Regions from separate parts of the Sus scrofa genome. Here region 1 is linked to region 2. A link is a contact called in public HiChIP or PLAC-seq data. All regions are on one chromosome and are shown on one strand. The core of a region is the stretch at or near the end of the contact, and the rest is flanking DNA. Distances in the headings are between cores, read along the strand shown.

Evidence for each region. HiChIP or PLAC-seq counts read pairs in DNA pulled down with a chosen protein or histone mark.
Region 1: an H3K27ac HiChIP or PLAC-seq map of alveolar macrophages shows a contact between it and region 2. The contact joins the promoter of SNRPB here to the promoter of NOP56 in region 2. A contact is called at or near these places in 2 of 5 promoter capture datasets (fetal liver and liver), 2 of 47 Hi-C or Micro-C datasets (epiblast stem cells and heart right ventricle) and 2 of 2 datasets of contacts at active chromatin or transcription factors (alveolar macrophages and skeletal muscle).

Annotation. Positions count from the first base shown.
Region 1 is chr17:33,070,793-33,073,504 of Sscrofa11.1, forward strand. SNRPB (a long non-coding RNA gene) reads left to right here and starts at 1,312. Exons shown (of 11, transcript XR_002339920.1): 1 at 1,312-1,519.
Region 2 is chr17:32,963,942-32,966,657 of Sscrofa11.1, forward strand. It overlaps NOP56 (NOP56 ribonucleoprotein), which reads right to left and starts at 1,390. Exons shown (of 12, transcript NM_001244305.1): 1 at 1,360-1,390; 2 at 1,115-1,204; 3 at 651-765; 4 at 1-103. The coding sequence starts at 1,362.

The DNA of each region.
Region 1 (2,712 bases), core at 62-2,561, 110 kb after region 2:
GGTTAGAAAAACGTCACAAAGAAAAAGAGGCTGACCAAGGATGGTTTGAGAGATGGTTCAACAAGTCCCCATGGGTGACCACCCTGCTTTCTGCTCTAACAGGACCCCTAGTAATACTGCTCCTGTTGCTTACAGTTGGGCCTTGCTTAATTAATCGGTTTGTTGCCTTTGTTAGAGAACAAGTGAGTGCAGTTCGGATCATGGTACTTAGACAGCAGTACCAAGGCCTTCCAAGCTAAAGAGAAACTGACCTTTAGCCTTCCTAGTTCTAAGATTAGAACTATTAACAAGAGAAGAAGTGGGGAATGAAAGGATGAAAATGCAACCTGACTCTCCCAGAACCCAGGAAGTTAATAAGAAGCTCTAAATGCCCTCGAATTCCAGACCCTGTTCCCTATAGGTAAAAGATCATACTTTTTGCTGTTTTAGGGCTTGCTTTCTGCTCTGTACAAAACTTTGTGGAAGGGGAAAAACAGGCCCCTGAGTATGTGCCTCTATGCTTGAAACTTCTTGAAACTGCTCCTAACTGCTTGTTTGGCTTCTGTAAACCTGCTTGCATAAGATAAAAAGAGGAGAAGTCAATTGCCTAACGGACCCCAGTAAGATCGGGCGTGCCACAAAATGTTGAAAATCCTGATAAATATATCTTGGTGACAATATGTCTCCCCCACCCAGAGACAGGCACAAACATGTAACTCCAGAACAACTTAAAATTAATTGGTCCACAAAGCGCGGGCTCTCGAAGTTTTGAATTGACTGGTTTGCGATATTTTAAAAATGATTAGTTTGTAAAAGCGCGGGCTTTGTTGTAAACCCCATAAAAGCTGTCCCGACTCCACACTCGGGGCCGCAGTCCTCTACCCCTGCGTGGCGTACGACTGTGGGCCCCAGCGCGCTCGGAATAAAAATCCTCTTGCTGTTTGCATCAAGACCGCTTCTCGTGAATGATTTGGGGTGTCGCCTCTTCCGAGTCAGGACGAGAGGGATTTTAACTCGACTGGCCTTTCAAATACAGGAATGCGCGGGCAGCATGGCGCCAAAGATGGTGCTCGAGGAAGACGGTGTATATATTGCAGAGCCTAAGTCCAAGGAATTTAGCTTGGTCACGAGAGCTAAAAACCTGCCCAAAGCTGAAAAGCCTGCAATTTGAAGGCCTGACCCGCCGTATAAGCCAACCCCAGAAGCTTTCGCTGGGTAGAACCCCCAGGGCGCCGAGGGCGGGGCCGGAAGCCGTAGAGGAGGCTGCCGCAGAGGCTTCTGGGGAGTGTAGTCTTTCAGGCGAACAGGCAGAGGGAACTGAGATTTGACTCGGGAACCCCTGCCTGTTTATGCACCGGTATTTTATGAGTAGAGGCCGGGACGCTGTCACTACAGTAGCCACTGTCCTAGTAAATTAACCGCGCGGGTCAGAAGGGGCTCCAGGAAGGCTAGTGGGAAGGGAGTCCGTGAGGATTCTGGGAACTGCAGTCCTGGCATAGATGAGCTGCGGCGGCAGGATGGAGATGTCACTCTGGCCCAGGTGAGCGAGGCCTGCCCAGCAGTTGGCCCCTTGGTGTCTCTCCCATGCGGGAGGAGGGCCTAGGGTTGAGACCCGGGGAGAAGTGTGGCCGCTCCGGCCGGTGGGCTCCTGAGGTTCTGTACTTGAAGAGGGCGGGGCTCCAGGCGCGCCTTTCGGTTGGAAAATTTGGTTGAGACTCCTTTAGCCGGGAATTCCTGAATTGCCGTTCGCTTTGCAGACCTTCCTTCTGCTGGGGTGAGAGACCTGGAACTCAGTTTTCTTTTTTGAAAAGGGAGGTGGGTATAATCTGCGCCAAGCAATTTCAGATTAGGGGGCAGCTCCAGCGCACATCCCTGACGTTTATTTGGGCTATAGGGATGAGTTCAGCCAGGGCCGGATAGACATCCGTGGGGTGGAGAGTTGGGGCGGTTAGGGCCATAAATCTCTGGATGTTTTTTGGCTTGGGAGTGAGGCTGGAAAGACAGGCGCCCTGCCCGTCCCTCCCCCCAGCCTCCTGTGTATAGGCATTAGGCATATGAATTGGAGATTGCACTTGAATTTGCCTCTGTGTGGATTGAGTTCTGAACCACTGCAGCTGCTGACCCTTGACACCCCTGAAAGGAGCTCAGGGTGGAGATTAGGAGTGAGGCACTCTGCTCTCTGGGAAAACCTGGCAGAACAGGCTTTCAGATAGATGTTTTCAGGAGAAGATTTTATGAGCCCAATTCTTGTATCTCTTCAAATCTAGAAAAGCACTAAAATCCTTCATGGTAACACCCGCTCCTCGTGACTAGCAATAACCCCGAGACTAGTTCCAAAGTTTTGTAAAATGTGTGCTTGGTTGCATGACCTCCCCTCTTCACCAAAAGTCACATATACACCGACATTCCCCCCAGCCTCTTAGGAGTGGAATTTTGAAATGCTGCCTCCTGGGTTATAGTTCTCATCCCCCCCCACCCCCAAATAAAACAACTCTCAGCTTTTAGGTTGTGCATATTCTTTTGAGTCGACAGACAGGCAGAAGGCAAAGCCACCTCCTTGGTTTGCACTTAACGAGGCCGTGACGCATGGACAAATGACATCTAAAACAGAAACTTTTTGTAACGCCTGAGCAAGACACGCTGACCATGGAAGCTGTGCTTTGGGGTAGGAGCTAGGTTTGGGGTTAACCTGCTGCAGCCAGTTTCCTGCTGACCCTTTGAGATAAACTATCT
Region 2 (2,716 bases), core at 140-2,639:
ATAGCAGCACCTATCTTGGGGTCCCCAACCCCCAAGAGTACTTTCTTCTTTTTAGATGGCAGGTGAGTCTCCAGGAACAGGCGGAGATCCTCATGGACAACACCTCAGGGCAAAGAACAGAGCTCCCACTAACATGCTGAAGGACGCATAAAGGGATCCTATCCCCTCAACTGCCTATTGAGTGACACAGTGATCTTACAATGGTCTTGCAGAACATGCTAGGATGGTGTGCCAGGACCCCCGCTGCTCCAGGCTTTGCTCAGACACATGGAGACATCAATGATCATACTCAGGGGATTGACAGATTCAAGTCATCACTGCAAAGCCTGCATCAAACATGGGAGGACTCAGGCGAAATAACGTAAATGAGAAATATGGAGCACAATGTAAGCATTCAGAAACTGAACTGCCTTCTGAGACCAAACCTCCCTTGGTCAAAACTGCCCTTTCCAATTAAGCACCAGTCCCTCATCTCCACCAGATTTAAGAGTTTATCACCACAGTGCCACATGCGATAAAGCCTATGTCCTCGACTGCGCTAACCACCTTTTTTGGCTGTTCTGCTGTTGCACGGTGTGCTTTAAGAGGATAACGGTAGCAGAAACCATATCTCGGCTTCTCTCTCCCAAAATACTTAGTGGCCAACTCACCTTCAGACACAGCGTTGGCATTTTCCAAGGCAACCTGAGACGAGGAAAAGGGAGAAAAGGCCACGAGACGAACTATGTTGTGGAACTTGCCCAAGTTCAGCACGCACTCCTCCACCTGGGGGGAGAAAGCATGAATGGTTTCTTTCCCTCCCTCTTGCCTCTAGGGCGCAGTAAAGCAGCAGCTTTCAGACCCGAACGCACATTAAGGATCTAATAAACCGATCATGGGCCCTAAATGCCGATTCCACTTTATTGGTATGGGATGGAGTCCAGGAAGCTACTTTCAAATGTTTCTAACGCGATTCTAATCGTGAAAGCAAGTAAGGACCCCTGGTCTGGAGCTGTCTGGCCCAGAGCACCCTCCACAACTCGCGGCCGGCCACGTGGGAGCGCGCGGTGCATGCTGGGCCGCGCGCGGCCCAGGGGGATGCGGCGCAGCCGGCGAGCCCACTGCGTTCACCCACCTGCGGCAGCAGCAGGCTGATCTCTTCCACCTCCTTCAGCGCCAGCAGTGCGTAGCCGACCGCGTGCTCGAACAGCACGTGCAGCAGCACCTGGAAAGCAAGCCGGGACACAAGCTATCAGCACCAGCCCCGCGTTCACCCGGTTCTTCTTCCGAGGCAGGCGCCGACCCCGGTGCCGGCTCCGGCCCGAACCCAGCCCCAAACCACGGCCTCCGGCCTGCCCGCACGCCACAACCACTCCTCACCATGGCGCTCGCTCCTGGCCCAGCTCGCAATGCGGCGAGCGGGCTCTGGCGCGCGGAACCGGGCTCCGGAGGCCACGCCCCCGAGCCATCAGCCAATCAGAGGTCTGGGACGATACCATTGCAGGCCTCCAGAGGGGTCCAGCGGGATGGTATGGCCCGCAAAGCGGGGGCGGGGCTCGCGAGCGCGGGCGAGCCGGCTTTTTCCGGCCTCTGCTGCGGCGCGGTTGTCGGGCACGCGCGGGTCGCTCTAGGCCTTGCAGGCTACCAAACGGTTTGGAAAGACGCATTTCTGGCTAACTGTGCCATCCCGCATGTGTTCATCACAGAAGTTACCGGCAGCAGAGCTCGGCGGAATCCGGGCAGGAGGCCTTGTGCGGGCCGCGGCGACCCTTCCCAGCCGAAACTGTTGCGGAGCCCGCTCTCCATAGGGCTGGGAACTTAGGCACCGAGGCCTAGTCCCAAGACCCACACCCCCAGGACCCCTTTGTCCCCGTCCGCCGCTAGGCAACGACTCTCTCCGGAGCCTCGGGTCAGTGAGCTCTTCGCTCTTTACCGAGATGGAAGCGGGGCCTGGGGCGCGCTGGCCCGGACCCTGACTCAACGTGATTCTTCCTGGCTGGCTTCGTGCTTTTAAGTTATATTTTATTTATCTTTTAAAATGAGGGCGGCAGGCTATGAAGTAGGAAAGAAAGATGACCCTACCCCCTGCTCTTCCTAGTTCGGTTTCTCGCTCTCTGCTTCGGATGAACCCTACTCTTTTTGCGGGGCCACGTGTTGCTCGCCGTGGTGAACGACCCTAAATTCTTATTAAGACCCGGCCCCCAGTGAACTGCAGCTGCTTCCGTGTCCTTGGGGCACTAGGCAGACTCTTTTGAAATTACTTTTGCTTTAATAATTAATGTTAGAGTTATAAATCCGAAGCCTGGTTATTTCGAAATAGTATATATGCTGGTAAATTAAAAAAAAATCATTTTAAGGGGCTTTTTAAAAACAAATTCCCATAACTAGAGCGTATTTATAAATTTATTTTCTTAAGCAGTTCAGTTATTTGACAAAATCCAAGTACTGAGCTCATTCTTAAAACCTAAAATATTAAAATTTTACGTGTGGTTGGTAAGTCTTAAAATCTTATGGTCTCGATATATTGCTTACAAATATGCTTAAATCTTGTTACACGTATCTGCTTAAAGTTAGGAATCTGAAGCAGTTACGCAAGATCATGTTTTAAAGTGAAATTGCAAAATTAATGTATTATATCGGTATGGTAAGTTCTTTTAAGCGTTATAAATAGCAAATTAAATAGAAGTTTCTGAAGTGTGATGGAAAATATCAATGATATGACTGATTTACTTCGTTA